Linked DNA regions of Mus musculus: all the other regions are linked to region 1. The links are chromatin contacts, called in public HiChIP or PLAC-seq maps. All regions are on one chromosome and are shown on one strand. The core of a region is the stretch at or near the end of the contact, and the rest is flanking DNA. Distances in the headings are between cores, read along the strand shown.

Evidence for each region. HiChIP or PLAC-seq counts read pairs in DNA pulled down with a chosen protein or histone mark.
Region 2: an H3K4me3 HiChIP or PLAC-seq map of embryonic stem cells shows a contact between it and region 1, with 35 read pairs. The contact joins the enhancer-like site here to the promoter of Brd1 in region 1. A contact is called at or near these places in 1 of 39 promoter capture datasets (pre-B cells), 16 of 484 Hi-C or Micro-C datasets (the C10 cell line, the G1E-ER4 cell line, the P5424 cell line and 11 more), 7 of 115 datasets of contacts at active chromatin or transcription factors (the SCID.adh cell line, embryonic stem cells, pancreatic cancer cells and 1 more) and 3 of 9 other capture datasets (adipose tissue, liver and pancreatic islet).
Region 3: a contact with region 1 is called in an H3K4me3 HiChIP or PLAC-seq map of bone marrow-derived macrophages, with 2.9 times the contacts expected there. The contact joins the enhancer-like site here to the promoter of Brd1 in region 1. A contact is called at or near these places in 5 of 39 promoter capture datasets (the C10 cell line, the HPC-7 cell line, fetal liver and 2 more), 1 of 15 datasets of contacts at CTCF or cohesin (CD8 T cells), 8 of 484 Hi-C or Micro-C datasets (CD4 T cells, CD8 T cells, DN3 thymocytes and 4 more), 8 of 115 datasets of contacts at active chromatin or transcription factors (the 230-238 cell line, CD8 T cells, the SCID.adh cell line and 2 more) and 3 of 9 other capture datasets (adipose tissue, liver and pancreatic islet).

The regions. Positions count from the first base shown.
Region 1 is chr15:88,732,483-88,735,567 of GRCm38.p6, reverse strand. Brd1 (bromodomain containing 1) reads left to right here and starts at 1,349. Exons shown (of 13, transcript NM_001033274.3): 1 at 1,349-1,639. It overlaps Gm41377 (a long non-coding RNA gene), which reads right to left and starts at 1,447. Exons shown (of 3, transcript XR_875560.2): 1 at 1-1,447.
Region 2 is chr15:88,682,984-88,686,014 of GRCm38.p6, reverse strand. No RefSeq gene overlaps it. Among named protein-coding and RNA genes, the nearest start is that of Gm35997, 22 kb to the right of the region's middle. Within about 2 kb of position 1,709, at least 9 of the 459 cell types and tissues checked have an H3K27ac peak or open chromatin away from gene starts, as enhancers often do. A contact at or near this core is called in embryonic stem cells and trophoblast stem cells, where this site is marked.
Region 3 is chr15:88,774,405-88,777,497 of GRCm38.p6, reverse strand. The region is part of intron 2 of Zbed4 (zinc finger, BED type containing 4); the gene reads right to left. Among named protein-coding and RNA genes, the nearest start is that of Zbed4, 24 kb to the right of the region's middle. Within about 2 kb of position 1,592, at least 8 of the 459 cell types and tissues checked have an H3K27ac peak or open chromatin away from gene starts, as enhancers often do. A contact at or near this core is called in bone marrow-derived macrophages, where this site is marked.

The sequences.
Region 1 (3,085 bases), core at 100-2,599:
CAAAGAACTACCCAGTCTTCACCCCCATTTCAAAATACTTACAGATGAGTCTCATAATGAAAATTCTCTAGAAGCCACTAACTTTTAAACTAAGGACAAAGTAGACGGAACAAGCTGGAGAGTAAGACCAGTGTCCCTAAGCACCAACCCAAAGGGCCCTGATTTCAAAATCTTCAAGCCTTTTACAGCAGAGGTTCTCAGCCTGTGGGTCACAACCCTTTTGGTCCTGCATATCAGATATTTACATTCATAACAGTATTGAAAATTATAGTTATAAAGTAGAAGTGAAAGAATTTGATGGCTGGAGGCCATCACAGCATTGATCAGCAGCAATAGGACTGTTGAGAACCACTGCTGTAAGTGTTACCAGCTCCTTGGTAGGGATGTCAATGCTTAAATACTTCTATGAGTACAATGCTTATAAGAGGAAGGCCTAAGTCATGGGTGGTGGGCCATGCCTTTAGGGAGGCCGATCTCTGACTACATAGTGAGTTACAGTCAGAATTACATAGTGAGAGTCTGTCTCAAAACAACAAAACCAAAAATCAGGCAACCAAACAATCAAACCACCACCACCAAAGTAAGTAAGAAAGGTAGACAGACAGACAGAAAGAAAGAAAAGAAGAGGAAAGCCTGAGTTGGAGGCATGCCCCCAGACCTGGCTGCCCATAGTTTGAGATTGCTACTACTTGTCCCAGTCACTAGTCATCCTCAAGTCCTTTCCATACCCTCCTCTACCCAACCACTGACCTCGTGCCCTTGTTAATGCCTTTCTAGTGCCACCTTAGGGTTCCCCAGTCCTAGCCATTTATTCCTCAAATAAATCCACCCTTGTTTGGTGATCCCCTCCATCACGGCCCTCATTTCCATTCCCTCCTAACTCATCCTCCGTGAACCACGCTGGTCACCAGACACTATCAGAACCCCACTTCCCCCCCTTAGGATGCATCTCTTGATTCTCTCAAAATACCACTCCCTTGGAAAGCAAGCACTCTCAGGAAACTCCACCTGGCTCTCTAGGGTCAGCATTCTTGCTCTACTCAGTGCCATTGACCCCATAGTAAACACCATTCATCTGGTTACCCTTCTCTTACAGCAGCAGTCCTTCATCCTCAGGAACCCTAGCCTGTCTCCCCCAGAATTCTCCTCCTAGTCACCCCACTTTTGTAGCACTCCTCCCCCATCCGGATCCCCACCCTAACACCCTTCCTGGTCACCCCACTCTCTCCTTCGCGTCCCGCCCCGCCCCCTTATCCCGGCTTGGCGCGGCGCGCGTCGTGGCGGCGGCGGGCGGGGCGCGTCTCGCACGCAGCGCGCCGGGCGGAGCGCTCGCCGCATTGTTTGCTTCGCTGGGGAGCGAGCAGCGCCTCGGCAGGCGTCCGAGCAGCTCCGCGTCCGCGTCCTCCGCCCGGCCGGGCCCCGAGCCGGCCTCAGCCGGCCGTGCCGGCGCCGCCGACCCCGCCCGAGCCGCGGCGCCCTGCGGGCCCGGAGCCGCTGGCCGAGCGCGCCCCGGAGCCCGGCGGGGCACGGCTGCGCGGCCGTTGGCGGAGGAGCCGCGGCGCCATTAGCGCCGCCTCGGCCGCGCCGGCCTCCGCGCCCGCCCGCCCGCCGGGCTCCCGCGGCCGCGGCGCCCCCGAAGGTGAGTGTCTGACGGTCGCCGTTCGCCGCCCGCCTCGCCGGCCGGGGCGGAGGTGCAGGCGCCATGTTTGGAGGCGGCAGCGGCGGCTCCGCATTGTCCGCGGGCGGGGAGGCCGGAGAGTCGGGGCGGCGAGGCCCCGAGGCCGTGAGGCCTGGCGGGCGCGGGAGCCGGAGGGACCGAGAAGGCCGGGCGGACGTGCGCCGCCGTGAGCCGGCGCGGCCGGGGACGCCGGAGATCGGTGCCGGCGGCTCGCCCAAGAGGCCGGGTTCGGGAGGCGAGGCCGCGGCGAGATCGCGGAGGCGGAGGCCGCAGCCGGGTGGGGGCGGAGAGGGACACGGAGGCCGCGGCGGGGTCGGGGAGACAGAGGAGTAGAAGGAGGCCGCCGCGGCGCGGGAGGCGCGGCCAAGAGAATGGAGCGATCGGCAGGGCTCAGTAGGCGGGGAGGCCGCCGGGCCGGGCGGGCGGGCTCTGGGCAGCTCGGCTGTCTGGGCGGCTGGGGCGGCCGAGGGGCCGGGCGTCGGACAGCGGAGGAGGCGGAAGGCCTGGGGTCTCGTGGCGTCTGCCCACGTCCTCGCCCGTAGCCTTGGCGGTGCGGAGCGGGTCGCATTATGTAACAGATCGGTCCGATCTATTTTGCCAAGACAGGAAACTCCCTTGAAGAGGGACGGGCTCGGAAGATTTCCTAAGTGGAGCGGGGCCTGGTATCTCCGGAGCAAGCCCGCAGCTCCGCCACAACTCCGTGGATGAGTGCAGGAAACGCCGAGAAACGAGCGCGCGTGCGCGGCTTTCTTGGGCCTTTAGGAGAGAAGCAACTTTCCTGTGCGCTTAATTTGCAGAAAACGCAGCTCCTCATGGTGCCCTGCAGTTGTGACACACTTACACACACCTAGGAAACGGCCCCCCTTCATGGAGGACATTCACTTCACCCAGCTGCGACTGTTTTAGAGTATCTGTCATCTGGTAACAAGTAGTTACAGAATTTCCCTATTACTTAGTTACTGTTTTATCACTTGTTGGGTCGCGTGCACTGTCCTGAGTCTGTGTTTTTCTCTCCGGATGGTCACCTTAGAGTAAGGTGTGTCTCTTTCCTGTGTGCTTTTACGGTGAGGGGTGGAAGCTAGGAAGAGTTTAAATGGCTTGTCCGCAAACCGGGCCGGAAATGAACGGAGCTGATTTTGAGCATGGAGTCTTTCCCCTCGTTTTGCCGGCAAAGCTTTTTAGGATGCGTTTAGCCCAGTGATTTCTGGAGAAGCATGCTTGTTGCCTTTGCTGATTCCTCCGTGGAGAGATGCTTGTTCCTGCATAGAGCCAGAGGGGTAAAGTGCTGGGTATATGAAAATGAGGAAGTAGATGAGATTGTTGGTCACTGTGCCGGGCAGTACTGTTACATGTCCGCTTTCCCCTGGTCACAACTACCTTTTCAAATTACAGAGTAGCTGTGGCCAT
Region 2 (3,031 bases), core at 460-2,959, 50 kb after region 1:
CATGTGGTTGCTGGGATTTGAACTCCTGACCTTCGGAAGAGCAGTCGGGTGCTCTTACCCACTGAGCCATCTCACCAGCCCAAATTAAAAAATTTTTAAAGACATCTTGAATTCCATATGTGTATGAAAAGAGCTGTGATCATACCCACCTCAGTTCCCTATTCCAGCTCTTGCTGTGTCCCCCAGGCATGCCTGTGTCCCTCTCCCAATTTGCTGTCATTTTTCCTTACTAGCCCCCTAATTCCAATTAATGTTGTCCATATGGGTATGGAGCCATCCATAGAGCTTGGAAACCTTACTGTGGGAACACTTGAAAACGTCTCCCGCCAGCAGCCATTAAATGCCAGCAGCATCAACTCCCCAGTAACAAACGGGGCCTGGAGATGACGGGCCACAACTGTACTGGGAATTTGCTGTTTCAGTCTTGTGCTGGTTTTGTCCGATCACCGCAGCTGGCTTCTGTGAGTTCATGACTCTCTGTTGTGTCCGGACGAAGCGTTTCACAGCGCACGGCTTCATTTTATAGCTCTTACATTGTTTCCCCACCGCTTCTGTGATATCCCCTGAGCCCTGGAGTGTGAGCGTTTTGGTATCCTACTTAGTTTCTTCTCAGTGCTTCTTTGATCAGCTGGTTGTGTGTTTTCCCAGGGATGGCTGCCCACTTTAAGAACTGCCTCTGATTAAGGTTGAGAGCAGCCGAGGTCCTGGGTCAGCTCTGGTTCCCATGCTGGCTCTGAAATGAGTTGTTTGTTGGGAGATGGAGCTGGTCCTCTTGGAATGCAGGTTGTTTTCCTCCATCTTCTGTGCATTTCCTTGATTCTGTGAAAATGGAATCGGGGCACTGAGCACCGTGTTGCCTCCTGAATTAGCAAAATTTTAGACCTGAGACACCAAGGTTGGTATGTATGTATAAAAATTGCATAGTGAAACTCACTGTGTGCTGGCTTGAAAGAAAGAGACATTAAAAATGGCCTGGCTGAGCCGGGCGCGGTGGCGCACGCCTTTAATCCCAGCACTCAGGAGGCAGAGGCAGGCCGATTTCTGAGTTCGAGGCCAGCCTGGTCTACAAAGTGAGTTACAGGACAGCCAGGGCTATACAGAGAAACCCTGTCTTGAAAGACAAACAAACCCCAAAACAAAAGAAATAAACAAAAAAAAAAAAATGGCCTGGCTGGTGATGCCTGCCTCTAATCCCAGGGCTTTGAAGGCAGGGCAGAGACCAGCTCGTAGTCTACACAGAAAGTTCTCTTGACAGCCAAGGCTACGTAAACCCTGTCTTGAACTGTAACCCCCCCACTAATATATTTACCGTGTTATGTGTATAAATGTATGTATGTATGTATACCATATAGAGTTCAGAAGAGTGTGTTGGATCCCTGGTTGTAAGCTGTGGAATGGTAGCTGGGAATCAAACCCAAGTCTCTGCAAGGGCAACTGTTCTTAGCCACTGAGCCACCTCTCCAGCCCTTTGTACCGTGATCTACAAAAACGTCCCAAGTGCTTGGGTTAAAGACACCTGCCACCACCATCTGCTGTGAAAACATCTTTTTTTTTTTTTTTTTTTTTTTTTTAAATTGAGGTTAAAAAATGTAAAACCAACACCCTGGAAAACATACAACAAAATCAGAGTGCCTACAGACAAAATCAGCTCGTGTGACCTGTCTCCACCTGGCCTCACCCCAGCCCTTGTGGCCGATCTCACCCGGATAGCATACCCTGGTTGAAGAGCCCCACCCGAAAGCCTCTTTCCCATGCTCCTTTTCCCCTGCCGCTGGAAGGTAGACAGGAAATCAAGGTCAAGCAGGTGAGGAATTGGTGGGGGTGGGGTGACATCAGGAAATATCCAGATTTGAGTCATCTGCTTGTTCTTAATGGCTCCTGGGGTGTCGGTGTGATAGATGGCTTGGAGCAGCCTTTTTGGACCATGCTGAGCCTGACAACCACAAGATAGATGAGACCTGTGGCTGCAGTCCTAATGCAGGACTTCCCTGTGGGTCTGCACATTGGTTATGTGATAGAAACATTGATACTCTAAGCCCTGTTACTTTTCTTTACAGCTGGTAAACTTCAAATCATTCAAAAACCAGGATCGAAGACTTTGAGGCCAGTAACCTGTGGCCCAGGTCAGCTTTCTTTAGGTTGCTTTTGGTTGGTATTCGATGTAGTTCACGGTGAGGCAGGGTTTTGGATTCTTGTGGTTCTGGGGGGACTTTCTTCCCTCCGTGCTGGTCAGTGGGCTTTTAGAAAGCTCACAAGGCAACCACCGAAGCTTCTTAGAAGTTCTCAGACCCTGTCATTTTCTGAAGCTCCGGGGCAACAGCTTATGACTTGGTCACTCCAGCTGCTCTCCTCCCTGTAGACTACTGGCCAGCGGTCCCTGGATGGTGACATATGGGCATTTGAGAGCTCGGAGTGGGAGCATGCTCAGTCTCGTGTACTAGGCCTAGTGAGGAGCCCTCAGAGCAATGAGATGCAAAGGCTGCCAGAGATGAAGCCCAGCTGGGCCCAGGGCCAGCGCTACTCTGGGCTTGGGACCCCACTACCTTACACTCCTAAGTAGCCCTATTGTCACTGCAGGCTATTAACAGTTCCAAAGAAAAATGTGCAGCCCCAGTCACTGGGCCCAAGGGGATCGATCACTTATCGCCAAAGTTAGGTTGAGTATGTCTGCCCAATGGACATATATGCCACTTTGAGGTCATATATGCTCGTTATGCCCAGTGAGTTGCTTCTGCTGCCTGTGGACCATGTCTGGCTGCACACTGCCATCATGGTCTAACCCTCCAAACTGTAAGCCAGCCCCAATGAAATGTTTTCCCTTATCAGAGTTGCCCCTGATCATGGTGTCTCTTCTTAGCAATGAAACTCTAACCAGGACTACTTACTTTAAGGAACATGCTATTTAAGTAGTCAGAACTTGGACTCACGGAGCCATAGCCTCATTGCCATATCTGCCCATTTACCCAGGAGACTTAAAAGGCTCTGGTTTCCCGACTGTGCCAGCCGAAGCTCCACCGGTGCTGTGGTGATG
Region 3 (3,093 bases), core at 343-2,842, 42 kb before region 1:
TAAGCATGATACCTCTGAACTTGCAGCACTCAAAGCTACCAGGCAATTCCCTGACTTATCACTTTTTTTCAAATCAGGCAGTTTTTAGAACAAGACTTTATATTGACAATAAGCTTAGGCCAAAACTATCAGTTTTCCTGAAAGAAGACAATCTCAAAAATGGATGCCATAAACAAAATTGGCTGAAATCACTCAAGGGCTGAGGAAAATAGTTATGGGTAGAACATCCTCAGCACCACATTAAAAAAAGAAAAAAAAATCAGCATTGAGATTAACTACCCGGAAACATATACAAGGGGCTGGAGCGATACAAGATATTGCTGTGTAAACATGAGAACTGAGTTTAATACTCAGACCCCAAGCTAGCTGTGCATGCTATGTGTGACTGTAAGGCTAAGAACTCTAAAGGAGATTTTACTCCCACTACTTCCCTAAACCAGCATTATTCCCAACCTCATTCTAAATACTATACCCAAAGATTACATGGAATTCTCATTCCTCAACAAAGAAGTTTGTTTCTGCAGTAGACAGCATTATACAAAGACAAAACTAGTCAGACTGCAGAGAATAAGTGGCCATGGGTGCCCAGTGCCAACTGAGACATCTATAATGCAGCCACTACATTGAAGGCTCAAGAAACATTGGAGAGATGGCAGAATGACTAAGAGCCAGAGAAGCAGGGCTTCTGCTCTGAGATAGTGCTATAAAAAAACCAGGAAGCTATCCCCATAAAATCTCAATATGGTTACATAAGTGAGTCCTATACAATGATAACACAAGTTGACATACCAACCTGGTTGGGGGTAAATTTCACAAGACCTCTACCTTAGATGAAAAATCATAGGCAACTGTTGACTGCTGATAGAAGGAATATGTGACCTAATCCCAAGTAGCCAGCTCTAAACCCATATACAGATGAGCAACACTAAATGAACACAACAGGTTTTGTTTATAAGTGTGGGTGTGCACACACAAGCATGTGACAATAATAAAAGGCTGGGTATGATGATGTATGCCTGTAATCCTAGAGCTGAGGGGTGAGGGGCAGAAATAGGCCGGTCCCTTGGGCTTGTTGGCCAGACAGTCTGGTCAACTCAGTAAGCTCCAAGTTTAATGAGACCCTGCATCAAACAAATAACAAAACACCAATGTGGACAACTCCTGAGAAATGACACCCAGGGTTGACTTCTGGCTTTCTACATGTTTGTTCATGTACACTGTAGCATAGTCACACACAGGAGGGGTGGGAAAGTGGAATCTCCTTGGAAATGGGAAATAGATTCTTCAGGTTGGCTAAGGGATCGGAACAGGAGGGGATCAGATAGGAATGGGAGGGATGACTGAGATAGGGGCACTTAGGATGATATAGAAGCCTGGTGCAGTAGAAACTTCTGGAACTCAAATGAAGGGACTCTGAGGAAGATTCACAGTAATGGCAAACACTGGGCCTGAACTGACCATCTTTAGTAACCTGGTGGAACCAAGACACCAACCCAGCCACAAAACCTTCAAACCATACCCGTCCTGCCTGGAAGATGTGTTGGGGCAATGGTGGCTCAGAGCTTGTTAGAGTGGCAAACCGATGACTAACTTGAGGCCAAAGCCAAGAGAAGGAACCCATGCCTGACACTGCTTGGAGGCTGTATGACTCAGAGACATAAGATAGAACCAAACACAACTGACAAAAGCAAAAAGAAATGCTTCCTAACAATATAACAATATTCTGCTATACTCATAGATTGGTGTCATCCAGCAACTGATGGGAGCAGATGCTGAGACTCACAGCCAGACATTAGGCAGTTTGGGGAGCCCTGTGGAAGAGGGGGAGGAAGAATTTTAAGATCCAGAAGGGTGAGGACACTAGGAGAATATGGCCCACAGTATCAACTATGCAGGGTTCTCACAGAGACTGAAGCAGCAATCACGGAGACTGCATGGGTCTGCACTAGGTCCTCTGCATACATGAAGTGGTTGCTGTGGGTTTTGTGGGAATCCTGACAGTAGGAGAGGGGGTGTCTCTGACTTTTTTCCTGCACTTGGGACCCTTTTCCTCTTACTGGTTGCCTTGCCAGTAAGTCTTATTGTATCTTGTTGTGCTGTGTTTAGTAGGTATCACTGGGGAGCCCTGTCTTTTCTGAAGGGAAATGGAAGAGCATTGGATCTGAGGGAGAGTGGAGGTAGGGGAGGGACTGGGAGGAATGGAGGGAAGGGATGCTGTGGTTGGGATATATTGTTTAGGAGAGAATAATGAATACAACTCAGGAAGAAAGAAAAAGCATAAATGTACTCATTACACATATGGCCTAAATCAATTACAAACAGCTGTACATAAAACAATATATACTTCATACATAACTATGCACATGTATTTTTAATATAGAAAACAAAATTGAGCAAAATAAGACACTAAATGCTAGATTTGGAAAATTAAACAGCAATTAAAGAAATATATACAAATCAAACTAATACATTAATGTGACACACTACGATGGACAGAATAAAAATTTAAGTGTCCATTTGAAGACAGAGCAGGGGCTGGAGAGATGGCTCGGCGATTAAGAGCACTGACTGCTCTTCCGAAGGTCCTGAGTTCAAATCCCAGCAACCACATGGTGGCTCACAACCATCTGTAATGAGATCTGGCGCCCTCTTCTGGAGTGTCTGAAGACAGCTACAGTGTACTTACATGCAATAATAAATCTTAAAAAAAAAAAAAAAAAAGACAGAGCAACAAAACTCTCAAATAGTCTGCAGAGAGAAGATAGGTAAGTACTCTGGGAAGAAGCTTAACAGTTCCAAAGCAGCTAACCAGACTCAGGCCATCCAGCAGACCCACTGCCATGTTACCTGTCTTAGTTACTTTTCTAATGCTATGAAAAGGCACCATGATCAAGGCAACATATAAAAGGCAGTTAATTGGGGACTTGTGGTCTGGAGCAGGCAGGCACAACACTGAAAAACTAGCTGAATTCTTACATCTGATCCACAATCACAAGGCAGATAGAAATACAGTTTACTGGAAATGACATGGGCTTTTGAAACCTTAAAGCCTGCCCCCCATGACAAACCCCACCAAAGAGATCACACTTCCTA